3 separate regions of the Mus musculus genome follow, and regions 1 and 3 are each linked to region 2. Evidence: chromatin contacts called from public HiChIP or PLAC-seq and promoter capture Hi-C data. All regions are on one chromosome and are shown on one strand. The core of a region is the stretch at or near the end of the contact, and the rest is flanking DNA. Distances in the headings are between cores, read along the strand shown. Region 1 overlaps Diaph3 (diaphanous related formin 3). Region 2 holds the start of Tdrd3 (tudor domain containing 3). Region 3 overlaps Diaph3 (diaphanous related formin 3).

Region 1 (3,159 bases), core at 594-3,093, 550 kb after region 2:
CAAATTGGTTCAGCTGTGGATTGCACTTGTCCAAGCTTTGTGTGGGTATGGCGCTGCTCTTCAGAGATCCGAAGGGAACGCTGAGGGCAGGGGACAGACAGGCAAATGGAAATGTTCTTAATTAAGAAATATTTGCAAAGAAACGAAAGTGACAAAAATGTACCATATGGGAATGCTTGAGCTGAAAAGTTCAATAACTAAATTGAAAATTTTAACTCATAGGTTTAATAGTTTATTGAAGCAAGCAGAGAAATCAGTGACACTGAAGGCAGATTTATAAATGTATAAATGTATAAATGTATAAATGTGCAAGTCTTGGCTTGCTTGCCTTCTATGAAGCATGTAAAAATTATGCCATATGTACTTTGCTGTTGTTTAGTTTTCTTAAATAATTTTAGCATAACAGCTTTAATATCATAAGGCCACATTTATTTTAAAAACATTTTTGATATTCTGAGTACTACTCAGACATAAGGCACATGGATAGGGTTTCTTTTCTTTTTTTTTTTATTTTTTTTCTCCCTCCCCCGACCCCCAGCTTTTCTCTAAGTGAAATTAACTTCTTTTCCCCTGAGTTTTCTGGAGATCATGAGCATACTGGCCTGCCAATGGTGGAAGATAGGCATTTTTCCCCCCACATAATTAAAAACACAGAGTTTTTAATGCCTTTACTCCTGTTAGATCCCAGAATTTTCTCAGTGCTGTCCTTGCTGTTCAGAACCTAAGATGCAGTTCTCTTCTGAGCCAATGCTTATCGCCCCTCTCCCACAGGAAATGGAAGAATTTGCTTTTAGACAAGTCTAAGGCGACACTGTATTAGGAAATGTGATCTGTAAGAGGACCCAGATCTCAGCTCTGTAGTTAACAGCAGTGCACATGAAGGAGAGCTGAGAGACATCGAGATGATGACAGGCCAACGCTGGAAGGACCATGCTTTGTAGGTGTTGCTTAGTAACTGTGCTTGGGAATTCAAGTCCATCCTCATAAGAAAATGTAGAGCTACATACAGCTTGAGGTTCATTCCAGTTGCTTTATAAATTGTGACTGAATTTTCCCACTGTGGTGCTAATGCTTGACCAACAGCAAGGTAGCTGGAAGCCCAGAGCCCTGTGACTTGAATGTTTGTTCCATCTTTCCTTATAGTGAGGTATTCACCAGGCATGCATCTGGAACATTAGGGCAGTTAAGATCGGAGCTGGTATCTTTTCAGTCAAGGTACTGTAGTGATAGAAACTTCACAGTTAGTTTTATGACTTTAGAGAATATTGACAAAGTTACTAATCACTCAAATTTCTCTTGAGGTAAGACCATATAAATTCTGTGAAGTAGAGGAGAAAAATCCCTCCAGTTTTTAATAAGTCCAATTGCTGACTATAATAAAACACACTATAAAGAGAACTGTATTGGATGTTAACACACAGTTGTTATAAAAATTACAAATTTATTTAGTTTTCCTTTATGGAAAGTGGACAAAATTTCCTTGTAATGAAATTACGGGATGTTGCATCTGCTGATTGAGACAGTACTAAATGAGAAGCGGTGGGCTCCAAAAACAGTGGCTAGGACTTCAGTTTCTCTCACAGTATGGAATGGATCTACTCTATTCTCATGGGTTCATTGTCTCTTGTGTTTCCTTACACCATCGCTCTTGTTTGTGCCCAAGAAACAAAATTTTGAAGTAAAAGTTAGCTTTTTTGCTTTTGATCTTGTGTCTTCTTGGTTGCTTTCTATGAATGGTGGCATCAACTGTATTGCTCGGCCTTCAGCAATAGGACTAGTGTGCTAGAGAAAGGGCTCAGTGATCCATTAACTGGCTGCTCTCCCAGAAAGCCTGGCTTGTTTCCCATGGTGCCAGATAACCATCTTACTGTTGTTGTCTGGAACCCGACTCCCTCTCCTGGCCCCTGTGTGCACTGCGGGTACATGGTGCAGATACACAGGTCCAACACTCACACGCATAACATAAAAAATATATCTTTTAGAAATAGCACTGAAGTCAAAGGACTTTTTAATCTTTAGCTTAATCTTCAGAATGCAAGTCAGTATGATCAGTTTATAAGTCAATATAATAGATTTGGTTATTTTGAAGTTATAAAACAAAAAGTATAGTATTAACTATAAAATGAAACCCCCCACTCCCCGATTTTCTGATTCTTATTTTGCTTGAGTCAAGTTTTTCTATTCCTCCTGACCCCTTGTTCTGTTTCTCATCCTTTGTCACTTCCATGGCTTTCTGTTGTCACTCTGCACGCTAGTACAGCACCTGACTTTCCAGCTCTACATGCAGCAGGTGACTGAGAGTTTCCTAAGAACAGGATGCAATTCCTCAGTGTTGATAAAAGATGGAAGATGGTGTGTAGCACAAAAGGCCTTTCAAGTTCATACCAATATTTTCCATCCTTTTTAAATCTTAGTGTACCTGAAGAAGCGTTCATTTTAAATAACGTGCTAAAGAACCCTTATTATTGTTGTAAGTCTCAAGACCTTGGACCATTACCCTGAGGTCATCCCGTCTTTAAACTGGGAATCCACTTGGCCCAGGAATCCTTATAATTTTTGGCTACCAAGGAGCTGAGGTTGACCTCCAAGGTTCCCATTTCAGCTCAGTAATTTTTCTTCAGATATGAAATCAAGTAGCATCCAAATATGGATTTATCCAAGTTTACAGACGAGCATTAGGAACCAGGTATCTAAGGAAAACAAAAGGCCTCCTCCCAGCTGCCGCTTTTTAGGTTACCTTCCCTGACTTTGCTTTGTCAGGGTTTTGTGCACATGCAGCGCTTCGTTCTGCATTACATCATAGACTTTCTCTTTTCACAGTACCTGTCCTCGGTGCCAGATACACTCATTAGTCATACAAATCTGGGTTATGTTTTTCTAGGAAAATTAATTACTTTAGGTTGGCTACATATGGTTAGCTTGTCAGAAGGAAAATTTTAACATATTTTGGGGTGGTATAATGTAGGCATTTAACCAGCCTTTCTTTCCCCTTCCTCTTTGTACATAAATAGTACATTAATCTATGCTAGGATTAACATATTTTGTAATACCTCAGCATTGCTTTGCATGGGGCACTAAAACATTGGGACTGCACCTGCTTCCATAATCATGAGTGGGGGCCGATGAAAACCAGAGCTGTCCTAGGCCATCCTTCCCCGT
Region 2 (3,127 bases), core at 592-3,091:
AGAGTAAGACTCAGTGTAATGTAGAACTCAAATAGATGCTAAGTCTGGTGTGATCCAAACCTGCAATCCCATCATGAGTTCGAGGCCAGCCTGGGCTACATAAACTAAAATGAAGACAGACTTAAGCTTATTCTGGACAGCCTTGTTAAAAAAAAAAAATCAAGAAAATGAAAGGAGGCATCCCATTGAAAGAGGAAAATAAAACTGAATAAAGTGAAATTTTTAACTTACAATTTGCAGTAAATGGGGGGGGGGGCGGGGGGTGAGGAGGTCTGTACTTTATAAACAAATACTAAGTACACAGGACTGAACCAGCCTAGTTACATCAACATTTATTTCAACCACTTTCTAGCCAGGTCATGGGAGAAAGTTACTTAATTCTTTGCCTTCATCTTTACACCTGTGAGTAGGGCAGGAAAAAAAAAAGGCCTGTCAAGTCAATTAGCAAAGCATTCACAGCAGGGTTGCTTTGTCTCTGCCCTATTGGTCAAAACTTTAAGATCAAAGTAAAATTCCAACCCTTTAAGCACTGGCTTCCTCCTTCTTGGCTTTAATCCTCAAATACCTCCCTACTTCCAGTTACCTCTAGGATCTAGTGTCCTTTCTCCAAAATGAACACATTCCTAACTCTACATCTGCAAAGTCTTTCTTCACCATCTGCCAGAACCCACTTCTCTCCTTCAGTCATCAAGTGCTCGGTCTGTCCTTCACGCTTTGCTAACACTGCGATAGTTTTCTTGATCTCCCTTCTCACTAAAGTGTAGTTTCAGAAAGCTGGGACGAGTAATCTGTATTTCATCCTCACCCCTACCCATCAGCCCAGAAGGTACCTACGCCAGGCTGGGGAAAGCGACGCTGAATTAAACTGGATGTTTACAACTGGTGTGGCTGCAATTCCAGAAACTGCTTAATGTCAAGTAATTTGTCATTGCTTTCAGATCCCCAAAAGTCACGGCTGGAAAAGTATTTTTTAAAAAAAGATCAGACCAACACCATCCTTTCCAGAAAAGTTCCACGGGGCAGCCCCGGCACGAGTAGCCGGGACGGTCATTCTCTGCTTCGCGAGTTGAGCGTGCAGCAAGGGCAGCGGCGCTCCGGTCAGCGCGGTAGTTTGAAACGAGGGCAGCGGGCCGGCTCCGGCCGCCGCGCGGGGCTGGGCTCCGTGCTCCCGCCAACTTCCCGCAGGCCGCCGCCTCCCGCGTCCGCCGCAGCGACACCCTCCAGGGGCGGCGGCGCGCCGTGCTCGGCCCCGCGGGTGCTCCTGAGCGGCGCGGCTCGGGGCCTGGCCGCCGCCCGCTCCCCGGCCCCGAGGCCTCGCTCTCTCCCCGCGGGCCGCCGCCGCCGCTGCCGCCGGCGCGCCGCTCCCGGTCGCAGGCCGCCGCCCCTAGGGGAGCGGGGACGCTCGCCCAGCTCCGCGTGGCGCCGGGGGCGGAGCCGGCCCCGAGGGCCCCCGAGAGGACGGGGGCGGGTGGCCGTGGCCGCCTTCCTCGCCGCATCCCCGGCGCCCCTCTCCCGACCTTCCCCGGGGCCGGACCCGAGCCCGGGGCCGGGCGGCCGGCGCGACGCGGCACTTACCAACCCGCCTGGGACAACGCGGCGCCGGACACCTCGGCCATGGTTAGCTGTTCAGGCTCGGGGACGGCGGGGGTCTGAACTGAGGGTGGGGGACGGGCCTCCTACTGGAGACCCAGAAAAAAGAAAAAGAAGAAAGAGGGGGAAAAAAAGAAGAAAGAAAAGAAAAAGAAAAAAAAACTCCTCTGTTCGACTGTGCCACTGGGCATGCTCAGTGAGACGGGCGCTTCCGCGTGCGGGTTCCGCTCGCCGCGTTTTGTGAGCGGCCGCAGGGGCCGGCCCGGGCTGGGAGCGGCGAGCCGCCAAACGCGGCCTGGGCCGGGGATCGGACACGGCGCCGCGGGGGACGGCGCTAGGCTAGGCTGGTTGGCGCCGCTCCTGCTGCCGGGGACCGGGCTGCTTGGTCACTTTCTAAGTTGCACACACATGCGGGAGCCGCGCATCCCAGGGACTAGGCTGCCTCACGGGGCGGGACACGGACCCCCGCGGCCCGGGCGGCGGCGCATCGGGGATGATGCTACCACGGCCACGTTTGGGGCGGTGCAGCCCAGCCCATTCTGCACCCGAGCTGGCTGTTGTCACCAGGGCCCGCTCCATTCGCCCGGCCTTGCGGTCGGCCGAGGCTCAGAGACTGCGGCTCGCACCCCACTCTGGGTCCCCGCAGGCAGTTGGGTGAGCGCGACACCCTAACCCTGCACTTAAGGGAGTTGGCTTTGAAACTGGGCAACAGGGACAAGACTTTTTTTTCTTGTCACCCTCCTGCTGGGCGTAGCCCTAACCCAGCGTGGCCCAGCGACCTTGGCACCGGCACCTAACCGGGCTAGCACCGCCCTACGCCGTGCCCTTTGCCGCACGCGGGAGGACCGGGGTGCACGGCGTGTCCCCGACTGGGCACGCGCAGCGACGCCACCGAGCTGCGCCGGAACGCTCCTATCGTGATTGGGCAATCAGGAGTCACACAGCCCAATCAGAGAAGAGGTTTCTGGGTCGGGGCGGGCCTGTTGGTGCTCCTAAAAAGTTTACTCCAGAATCTGGGTCCTTCTCCTCCTGGGACGGTGGCGCGGAGGAGGAGAGTCGGGGGCAAGTTATTTCCCAGTGATTCTGCAGACTTACAGGCTATTTAAGAACTTATAGTCGATAAAATTTGCAGTGTAAATAAAGAAAACATCTAATAATAAAAAAATAACTTATATTCGGTCTGCAACCCGTCGCGGTGGCTGCTTCACCTTTACTGTCACCGTCACTGAGCCAGACTTCGGAGAGACTGCAAAATTGGCAGCTGCTCCTGAGACTTAAAAGCAACTTATTAGAGAAAGAAGGGTATTAAGCATCCAGAAGTTAACTGAAATCTCCATTTTCTCACTTTAGCTGTTCACAGTTCTAAAGTCACTATGCCTTCCTTGGGAAATATGCTATGATGTCTTTCTGAACACACATTTGCTCCTACGTATAATTAAATGTGTACAGCATGTTCAGAAACTGGAATAAATTTCTTTCCTAGTATTTGCAGTGGTAGAAAATGTTTTAAATCATCCATGAGCAGCAAGTGTGTTTA
Region 3 (3,188 bases), core at 356-2,855, 680 kb after region 2:
TCTATGTCCATTTGGGCTATGATATGGTATTTCCTGAGGACTGTGAGCTGTGTCCCAAACATGGCCAGCCTTCCAATACCAGCCCCGTGTTTCTCCCTATGGAGAGCAGCTTAAATCCAGTTAGGAGGTGGTTGCTTACCCCTCACCATCTCAGTACTTTGCCACTTGTGCACCAGAGGCCTGTCCGGCCCTGCTCGTCACTACTGTACTTCCCAGGGTTCACAGCGAGAGACTGTGGACCCGCACGCCTAGCAGCCTACATAGCAGCTGCCAGTACTAGGAGAGCCAGGCAGGACTGAGGGAGCTTCCTGGTTAGCACTGACTTGATTTCTTCATGTCATGTGACTAATGTGGAATGACTTGTAAACACATATTTTTATTTTTACCTGAAACTTTTTATATGCAAGATGATGTGGCAAAGTTACCTACTAGTTTCTCTAGAACAGTTTTTGTTTTTTAACAAATACCTTAACTGTGGTATTTTCATTTGAAAAGTGTTAAGAAATTAATTTCTAATTCATTTTTAGAAAACCTGCTAGAAATCTATTTCTTGTGGGTTTCTTATGATAATGAGCATTCTATATTCAGTAATGAGATAATTTCTTAATAGTCTCATTTGAATAAAATTGTCTATAACTCAGTAATACTCTTTAATGAGGAATGATGTAAGAAGAAAAATTAGCATAAAGAATTACATCCATAAGAGTTACATATTCTAAATATCAGAGTGCTCTAAAGATCTTCCTCAGTGCCTGGTGGGAACCCACATGCAGATGACACACTGCATTACGATACATTATGATCTAATAAACGTATCCACACACCCTACCTAAAAACTATAAAGCAGAAGAATAACTTTTATTATACTTTTCCTACATGCAGTAAGTTCTCTCTTCTCTTCTAATCTCTTCTGTTATTTACTATATCTCGTTAAAACAAAACTGTACTATATGATGCCCAGCTTGATGCTCAGAGGTCTGAAGTTCAGAATAGTCTACACTAGTTCTGTTAATTTACTAAAGAAACCAGCCAAACTTGAGGGGTGCCTATGTCAAAAATAGCACAAGAACAATGATGATAAGTAGGTAGACCGCTAACAACTGATCTGTAAGAACTCTGGGATTATTCAAAGGTACAAGAACAGTTAACATATAACAACCCCTAATGTCAACATGTTAAAACTTGCAAAGCTGAATGTAGTGGTGTAGTGGTATACACCTTTAACCCCAACTCAGGAAACACACACAGGCACATCTCTGAGTTCAAGGCAGCCTAGACCACAAGTGATATCCTGTCTCAAAATGAAAGAAAAGAAAACAGCACAAGTGAAATTTTACAAAATAATGAGCATCAAAGTTGAAGATCATTAACTCAATCTGGCTCTAATAAATTATTCTAATATCCTACAAAGATTTGTTAAGCCCAGTGGGTCATTTCACATAATAAAATATTCCTAAATATTTTAAATGATATAGTCACATGGATTATACAGTTAATCTGCAAAGACCACCTAGATGTTTTTTAAGTCTCCAAATTTAGGTGGTGAAACCAAAGAACAACAAGCAAAAGATTTAGGTATAAGCCTTGTTCATACAGGCTGTGAACAAGCTAAGCATCTGACTTTGGTTCTTCTTGTGCCTCCCCCTGTCCCCCCTTAATAACCATATTGGACTGTAGATAACAAGCAGCCTCATATGATCTTTGAATATGGCAATTATGTCTTTTATGTTGATTTACTGGCTCGTTCTGTTTCTAAGCTTTTTAGCCATGGTGATTGGTGTAATTACAGAGCTGCCTTCATGGTGTGGAGGCACAATTTACAGGTCAAAAATGTTATACAGAAGTCGGTATGGTGGCCGTCTAATTAGATTGCTTAATATTTATCAAAATGACATTCTTTTTTGCTGTGCTGCGGCTTGTCTTTGTGTCCCAAATACTCTTTCTTAATATAATTATATGATTGGATTTTCTTGTGAACTTTATGGGATATTAATCAGAATTAAACATTTAAGCTCAAAATGTTACTTGCTGTTGGACATGAAATCTCCATTTCTTCCTGACCATGGTCGTATAAAGCTGTGAAATCCATCCAATAAGTGTTCATTCCGTGGATCCCAGTAACATCCATTGTAGATGCTGGGGCTCTAAATGTTTCTGGTTTGGGTACCTAGTGAGGTCCACACCTTCTCCTTCAACAGCAAGTCAACACGCCTAAGATAGTTCTATCTTAGAGTTGAAAAACTAGAATAAAGAGCAGCAGTTCCTTAGGTAGTGGCATTTAAGGTACGGTGTGGAAAGAACGTCTCTCAAGTAAAGGAGAAGGAAGCAGTAGCGTCCCAGCTTTAACACAGGAAGGACGTGCCTTGTGAGGGTGCCATGGGCACTGGGATGTTGGCAGGGGGGTTACTGCATGGGAACCACGAGAGGACTGGGAGGTGTGGGCTGGGACCATACAGCATGATATTTTCAGATGAGGTATGGAGTCGGGATTTTTGCAAATAGCATTGAGCACTGACAGAGTGCGTGTTGTGTCCTATAGAACAGCAAGGATAAGGCGATAGATGCAGAGTGGCCTCAGACTCCAATAGCGAGATTGTTGACCTCACGTCATCGACTGCAGTACTAAACTTCTCATACCAACTGTATCGTGTGTTTAACTGGTTTTAAATGTACCCTGCTGTCGGTTTGTTTGTTTTGTTTTTTTCTAGCATGAGTGATTCTCTCCCAGTAGCAGAATGTAGGAACCAAAGGACAGCCGACTTCACCTTGTTGTGTTGTCCGCCCTACAATTTCTCCTTTTACAATAAAAACAGTTTAAAAGCTCTTAGCTCTTCCCAAATTATTGTAGTTGTTTTAATTTTGTTTGCTCTTAAATAATCGAATTCATCCCAGTTTTCTTTGTAATTTTTAAGTGCTTTCAAGTTTATATAGTGTGAGGCTATATAAACTTGAAAGTATGTAATTATCCTACTCCTAGAGTGGGCCTAAAATCCAAACTCCTGCTGGAGCCTGGGCACTTCATGGCAGTGGGCTTGGCCAGCAAGAGCCCAGGAGACCTGGGGACACACGCTCCGCCAAGAGAGGGAGCTGGCTGTTCCCCACAGCCATGTGATGCTCTTGGACTGCGACTTCTCAGTTTTCTATAAAATACTGAGTGGCTGCTTCTCTGTAATCACATTTGGTTCTAC

What was found. Promoter capture Hi-C pulls out the DNA fragments that hold promoters and counts their contacts. HiChIP or PLAC-seq counts read pairs in DNA pulled down with a chosen protein or histone mark.
Region 1: a promoter capture Hi-C map of neural stem cells shows a contact between it and region 2. The contact joins the enhancer-like site here to the promoter of Tdrd3 in region 2. A contact is called at or near these places in 3 of 39 promoter capture datasets (cranial neural crest, embryonic stem cells and neural stem cells) and 2 of 115 datasets of contacts at active chromatin or transcription factors (astrocytes and bone marrow-derived macrophages).
Region 3: a contact with region 2 is called in a BATF HiChIP or PLAC-seq map of CD8 T cells, with 5 read pairs. The contact joins the enhancer-like site here to the promoter of Tdrd3 in region 2. A contact is called at or near these places in 1 of 484 Hi-C or Micro-C datasets (CD4 T cells), 6 of 115 datasets of contacts at active chromatin or transcription factors (CD8 T cells, the NIH/3T3 cell line, bone marrow-derived macrophages and 3 more) and 1 of 9 other capture datasets (adipose tissue).

Annotation. Positions count from the first base shown.
Region 1 is chr14:86,868,420-86,871,578 of GRCm38.p6, reverse strand. All of the region lies in intron 20 of Diaph3 (diaphanous related formin 3), which reads left to right. Among named protein-coding and RNA genes, the nearest start is that of Gm41222, 56 kb to the left of the region's middle. Within about 2 kb of position 1,843, at least 21 of the 459 cell types and tissues checked have an H3K27ac peak or open chromatin away from gene starts, as enhancers often do. A contact at or near this core is called in neural stem cells, where this site is marked.
Region 2 is chr14:87,415,297-87,418,423 of GRCm38.p6, reverse strand. It overlaps Tdrd3 (tudor domain containing 3), which reads right to left and starts at 1,841. Exons shown (of 14, transcript NM_172605.3): 1 at 1,576-1,841. The coding sequence starts at 1,616.
Region 3 is chr14:86,734,883-86,738,070 of GRCm38.p6, reverse strand. The region is part of intron 27 of Diaph3 (diaphanous related formin 3); the gene reads left to right. Among named protein-coding and RNA genes, the nearest start is that of Gm33025, 58 kb to the left of the region's middle. Within about 2 kb of position 1,605, at least 30 of the 459 cell types and tissues checked have an H3K27ac peak or open chromatin away from gene starts, as enhancers often do. A contact at or near this core is called in CD8 T cells and memory CD8 T cells, where this site is marked.